Regions from separate parts of the Gossypium arboreum genome. Here region 1 is linked to region 2. Evidence: chromatin contacts called from public Hi-C data. All regions are on one chromosome and are shown on one strand. The core of a region is the stretch at or near the end of the contact, and the rest is flanking DNA. Distances in the headings are between cores, read along the strand shown. Region 1 holds the start of LOC108486521 (T-complex protein 1 subunit eta). Region 2 holds the start of LOC108489589 (coatomer subunit delta-like).

Region 1 (3,351 bases), core at 782-3,281, 690 kb after region 2:
ATCAGCTAGCCCAATAACTTTAGCCATAATCAAAATAGATTAATATAACTTCTAGTTCCTGAACTTGGTAATTAAGTCCACTTTGGTACTAGTACAATCTTTTTTGGTCCACTTTGGTACTTGCTCTTGGCAAATGTAAAAGTTTGATGATGTGGCACTATGATCATCAAACTTTTACATTTGCCAAGTGCAAGGACCAAAATGGACCTAGTTGCCAAGTTCAGTACCAAAGTGGACCCAATTGCCAGGTTCACAGACTAAAAGTTACATTAACCCATTAAAATAAAATGGTGTCCTAATTGTAATATGGATTTTTACAAGCTAGCCTTCTTATCCTTTGATATGAAGGCTACCTTCCAATGTGCAGTTCTAAAAGCTATCACAAATTTTAACTTTTTTTTCTCCAAAAGTTAACTTCCCCGGATTTTGGACCTTATACAAGGTTCTCCAAAAGAATAGGCTAAAATTGATGCCGCCTCATTTCCTAAAGATACCACTGCAAAACTTAGATTAACATGATAGTAAAAAATCAATGGATGAGAATCTACGTGTAAAGAACAGTCTAGTGCTACACTCAGCTAGAACAGTAACATAGTTCAATATAACATGCACTGGATTGAAAGTGTATCATTTTGCAGATATCAGAAAATATATGATCCTTCCTCAAAGATCAAAGCATAAATATCAGAAAAGGGGGAAAAAGGCTAAAAAGGTTGAAAACTAAACATAGAAAATAATAGTCTAACTTATGGGATAGGGAACTCTCTGGAAGATCCAGTACAAATATCAGAAAAAGGAATAGGTTAAAAAGGTTGAAAATGGGGCATCAAAAATAGGAGTCTACCTTCTTAATTCCAATCATATTCAACCTATCATCATTGCCAATAGCGATAACAGCATCCACAACCATTGATGCAAAGAAATCCTTTTCCCCGCCAATGAGTTTCGAAGAGAGAGTTGTTGCAGCACATTTAGCTAATAAGCTTTTCTTCTCTTCTAGACTTTTGCCCTCTATGCTAACAGCTAGTTCTTTGATCTTCTCAATAGCCTGTCCATTGAATACAACATGCAGCATAAAATAGAAGCATAAAGATCATAGCAACATCTAAACCATGATAAGAGGGGGAAAACACACAAACTCACCAAATAGCAAGCAGTTCGATAGCTCCGAATTAGATTTTGAGGGTGGACTCCATCCTCAACAAAAGGCTTAGCCTCTTTTAAAAACTCTCCTGCTAGTAGTACAACAGTTGTAGTTCCATCACCAACCTGCAAACCTCACACCAAAAAGAAGCTCTCTAAATCATCTAAATGCAATGAATAAATACTGGATCTTGATAACGTCAATTTCATTTACGAGATTAGTTACGTCGAACAGACTAAAAAATTAAAATCTCAGTTCGGTAATGGAAAACGTGGAACTATTAAACCATACTTTAACTGAAATTTGAGAAAAGTTCCGGAACCAGAAATAGAAAGGAGGGAGAAGGTGACCTCGGAGTCCTGAGACTTGGCGATATCGACGAGGATCTTTGCGGCGGGATGGACAATATCGAGAAGCTTCATGATGGTAGCCCCGTCGTTGGAAATGGTGACGTTCCCCTTGTCGTCGTGAATGAGCTTGTCCATACCCCTGGGACCCAAGGTTGTTCTAACCACGTCAGCGACGGCGGTGCAAGCGTTTATGTTGCTCACTAGCTGCGCCTTGCCCTGGGACGTATCGGTCCCTTCTTTTAAAAGAATGATTTGCGGTTGCTGAGAACAGGGGAAAACAAAAAGAGAAACAGATTAGTAGCAGTTCACAAAAAAAAAAAAGAAGAAGATGCAAGATACTAACAAAAAGCACGTATGAAATGAGGGAGAAGGAGTGTAAAGTTACCAGCATGGCTGCCATTGTTGCTAGGGTTTTGCTTGCTGGTTTTAGGGGAAGAAATGAGCAAAGCGTGAGAGTGAGGGAGAATGTTCTGGTTTTGTTCGCAAGTATTTCTTCGGTATTCTAGGGGTTTATGTTGTAAGTTTGAGAATGGGAGGGCTGAAATGAAATTAATTTCAAATTGGACTCCACATTGGGCCCGGAATTTATGAAATTACTAGAACTACCCTTTCAATTCTTTTGAATGAGTGGATATCTTTCCATTTTGGTTTAGTCCACGACTTGAAATATAAATTATACATTTTTACCTAAATTATATTAGGTTACTCAATTAACTTCAAAAAGTTAACATGCGTGAACAAAATTTTCGAACCAATTATAACTTCACATGTCATATGCAATTAAAAAGTTCTTAAAATTCTTTCATCTTCCTTTCCTTATTACATTATTTCCTTCTTTTTTCTTTTTCTTTTTTTCTTTTTGTCCTTCTTCTCATTTCTTTCTTCTTCCCAAAAATTCCAAATGACTCTCTTCCGGTAAAAGAATACCACAAAATCAAGCCTTATATTTATATCTTAATTTATATTTTTAGTCCATTTATTAAAAAAAGATAAACTGATTTTTGTATGTTAGATGAGAGTAAAATAGTTCCTTCCTGTTTTAGGTAAAAAGACTTTTCTAGTCCCTCTCAATTTTAAAATTAATCAAATTAGTGCCTCTCAAAAAAATTTGGAGTAATTTATTCCTTGTCAGTTTCAGAAATGAGCAAGTATGGACAATTAATCACGTCGAAAATGTCTTCCATCAATTGTACATAAATTTGTTTCGTATAATAACAAATTTAGAATTTTGAACTTAATTCTAAAAATACAACAAATTTAGCCTCAACATTCACAGATTTATACAAATGTTGCGGGATAAAATTGTTAAATTAGGACCAAATTGATGAAATGAATAAACGTTGATGGTTACTTTTGTTATTACACTATTTAAAATCATGTACAATTGATGGAAAAAATTAACGTCATGATTAATTATCTTTAATTGCTCACTTTCTAAATTGACAGAGATTAAATTGCTTTGATTTTTTTCGAGAGATTGTGGCGCCCCAAATCCGGTGGGACAATCTAACCTGAATCTAAAACGTCACATTAGTCACTGAGGTGACTCAAAACACATCACAATATTTACACGCATAAATAATTTTTTCCTACTTATCTGATCGATAACGAAAGTCATAAACATGCAATTAGGTCATACATAATCATGAATAAACAAACAAACTTAGTTACATGCTTTAACTAACATAAATCATTCAAATTGTAGTGAGGGCAAAATCATTATTTCACATCTAGTATTTGAACACACATATAACAACAATCTTAGAAATACATTTTAGTTCTAGAATCTTTTTAGAAACATTGTTGAAAGAATCAATTAAATCCAATTGACAATTCTCCGTTAATTTTAAAAACAAG
Region 2 (3,691 bases), core at 897-3,396:
CAGTGGTAATCCCACCAAACCCAGAACCACTTCCAAAGCCGCTTGCGCTGCTAGAAATACTCAGTTCACTAAAGCTAGTTTCTATTCTTCCAGATCCCATTGACATGAACCCTCCTTTTTCAGATCTATTCTTATCAATCTGCAGAACACGACAGAAATTAATAGAGTACATACCAGAAAAGATTGATTAGCACAAGAGCCAAGAACATTGCAAAACAAGAACCTTGCTCTTGTCAATCTCACTAGCTTTACGCTTCATGACATCCTTAGTTTCATTAATCTTGCTCTGCAATACCAGCTTGTGCAACTTCTCTTCATGACTCTCCATTTCACAGTATTGCTTAACCTGTGCGACAGTCACATTTTCCTTGTGCCCAAGACAAATGACTTCATCAAAAGCAAAGATCAGTTCAAAAGCAGTCTTGCCAATACCCTCCTCATCTAGAGAGTAAGAATACTCAGTTACCTAGAAAAAGTACAACAAATCAAGTAAATGCTCTGTTCTACTTGGCTCAGACAAGGATATTACAGAAAGGCTAAAAACTGCAAATGCCTCAAGTAATAGATACAAATGTGCCAAGGAATGAGAAGCTGAAAACATACAGGTAAAGGAACCACTCCGCAAACAAGTCAACTTCCAACTACATTATCTATTATGTTCAAAGATTAAATAAGACAGGAAAGAAATCAAAGAGAAGTTAAAGCATACCAGCTTGGAGAGCAGTCTTAAAGTCTCCAAATCTTCAAGAATGTTGCTCTGTTTGTTTGTTACAAGAAGCAAATAAAGAGCTTCTATTGGTTGATAAACATATCGCACATTCTCAGTCTCAACATATGTGTGTTGCTTTCCTGTACCCACCAACTTAGGAAAAGCAGCAAGAAGACCTTCAATTCTTATGCGAGTCATGTCCACAAACTGCCTGGAGAGAAGCACTGCAATAAGAACAAATAAAGCACATGTAACACAACCGAATTTTGAACTTCAACAACTTATTACAACAGCACAAGAAAAACAACTACAATGAGCCAACATGAAAGTCACCTTTTCCAGACTTGCTTACAATTGAAGCAGCAAGTACAACCTAAATCACAAAAACAAAAGGTAAAATCAGAAGTACTTCGGTCTATGCTTTTTATTACCTTTAATAAGGAGGGAATGAATTACAAGAAAACAAAGCATAAGAGACAACACTAGGAGCAGTGCTTACCAGAAAATGCTGGACATTAAAAAAAACATAGACAAAACCATAGAAGAGAGAATTTCAACAACAATGGCAATGCTCGTACAGATAAAGTTAACAGATGGGAATGAAGCAAAAAGCAAATCATTCAAGAAAACAAAACATGGACCTTGTAATATCTTCAGTTTCTCCAAAATGAGTTTATAGTTTATTTAATACATATATATTTAAAAAGAACTGAAATCTATTTAAATGTATACTTCTACTAAAAAGAACGAGTGAAAAATGAAAATAAAGAACAGATCTTACCATCTTGGTTACCAAGAAGCAATCTACCCAGACAATATCAATTTGAAGCTTTTATCAGAATACCTATTAAACAATGAAAATCAATTTAGGATAAAGGCGATCACAAATAAGCAGCGGGAATCAGGATAAAATAAATGGAAACGGCTAGAAACGATCTATAATATAACAGTAAATCTGAAAACAGAAAAAAGCGAATCAGTATATCTAAGTCTGCAAAGAGATCGACCACCTCAGATCTGTACATCAACATGCATATAAATTCAAATACCGATAACACAATTACAGTGTTTGACAGAATAAAATGCGAATGGTAGAGGAATCACCGAGAGAAACAACAGAAGGACTGAATACAGCATTTCCGATTTAAAAGCGTTTGAAACGTAAAAGGCAATGAAATCGAAGGGAAAAAAAAATCAGATCTGACAATTTTACCCTCTAAATGCCCAACTGAGGTTGCGGAATTTAGAGATCTGAGATGGAGCTTACCTCGATCTAGTTTGTACTCTGGAGATCAATTCGTTAAGAACTCAAAGGCGAAGAAGGTACTGATGCGCTCGAGCATTATATCTGCGTTGCGGTAGATCCGTCGTTTAATATTCGGACCAACTTTGGATTGTCCGGCCCGATCCCTGAGGCCCAACGTGCTGCATTCTCGGGTTTTTTATAGCCTAAACTCAAAAATATTCATTTATGTTTGTTTAATTTTACATTTTGGTTTTCGATGTTTTAATTGTTACAATTTTATCACATAGCACATTAAACGTAGACATGGATTTAATTTTTTTTTAATTTTTTTATTATAGGCCCTGTCACTTATGTATTTTTTTCCCCTTCTCTTTTCTCATTTCTTCTTTTTTTTTTCTCTCCCACGTTTTTAATTTTTTTCCAATATTTCTTTTATTTTTTCACTTTCTCTTTTCTTTCTTCTTTTCTTCTCCCTTTCCGTCTTTTATCTTCCTCACTCAACCTGTTTAATAAAACTTTATTCCATTTAATGAAAGTGCACTCCCTCCTAAACAACAATATCAACTTCAGAAACAAATATAAAAAATACTACAGTTAAGCACATAACATATCTTTTGCAATTGATATATCAATGCCTAAAACTAGAAAAAGTTTCCACATATCATTGTCAAATAACTCATTCTATAAATTTAAACGACATAAATATAATTGAGAAGAAAACTATAACTTGTTAACATAATTGAAACAATGGGTACCTGTAGTTGGAATGAAAAAAAAAATTAACGCAATTTTGATAACGTTAATAACCGTATCGTAATAAATAAAACATCAATAATCAAAATATAAACTTAAACAAATATAAATAACTATTTTTATAGTTTACCAAAATTAATACATCATTTCTCTAAAATGGGTCCTCAAATAATGAAAAGACTAGATATATATTTATTTTAAATTATTTCTTACGTCTTAAAATTTCTTATGAAATTAAAACATAAAAATCATAAATTAAAGAGTAAATTACATAAATAGTCACTTGATTATTAAAAATATTTTTATTAAATTATCCGATTTTAAAAATTATAAAATGACCAATTAATTTATCTTTCTAATTTTTAAGTCTAAAACTGTTAAATGCATAACAGTTACTTATTTTTTAACATTTACTTTTATTACACATTATTTTTATGTTAAATAATAATTAAAAATTATTAATCCAAATTACCTAACCTCCTCCTCTCCCCTCCCTCCTGACTCCTCCCCCAAAAAAAAAAAAAAAGAAAAAAAAACGTGCCAACATTCATAATCCTCCACCCAACTAGTAACCTACAATCATTCAATCCCAAAAATTCCAAAGCCTTGCTTTTAGAATCTACTGCAATCACTGTAAACACATCATTAAAAACATCAACCCGTGCTCCTTTTTTCTCAATCAAACAATTGAAAAAACAAAAACCGATTATTTATATTTTCCAATCTTAACCTCCCTGAACAACTCTACCCCTACCCTTTAAGGAAAAAAAAAAGAAAGAAAGAAAAGATGTTAAAGATGAGACTAGCATCAACACCAAGAACATGAAACTAAGTATGGGTGGCCATGTTTCCCATGGATGTTAAATATGTGAAATCAACAAAGCAAAATCAATACGAAGAACGGGCAATGTGTGGCACGATGGGAGGAGAGGGACGGTGGGGAGAGGGAGTCAGAAGAGGGAGGAGAGGGACAGGGTGGGGTG

Evidence for each region. A called contact is a pair of places that touch in the nucleus more often than the background predicts.
Region 1: a Hi-C map of leaf shows a contact between it and region 2, with 3 times the contacts expected there. The contact joins the promoter of LOC108486521 here to the promoter of LOC108489589 in region 2. A contact is called at or near these places in 2 of 5 Hi-C or Micro-C datasets (both in leaf).

Annotation. Positions count from the first base shown.
Region 1 is chr11:90,026,317-90,029,667 of ASM2569848v2, forward strand. LOC108486521 (T-complex protein 1 subunit eta) reads right to left here and starts at 2,032. Exons shown (of 14, transcript XM_017790615.2): 1 at 1,880-2,032; 2 at 1,495-1,755; 3 at 1,144-1,269; 4 at 845-1,048. The coding sequence starts at 1,894.
Region 2 is chr11:89,332,918-89,336,608 of ASM2569848v2, forward strand. It overlaps LOC108489589 (coatomer subunit delta-like), which reads right to left and starts at 2,147. Exons shown (of 11, transcript XM_053021735.1): 1 at 1,977-2,147; 2 at 1,491-1,553; 3 at 710-933; 4 at 224-466; 5 at 1-139. The coding sequence starts at 907.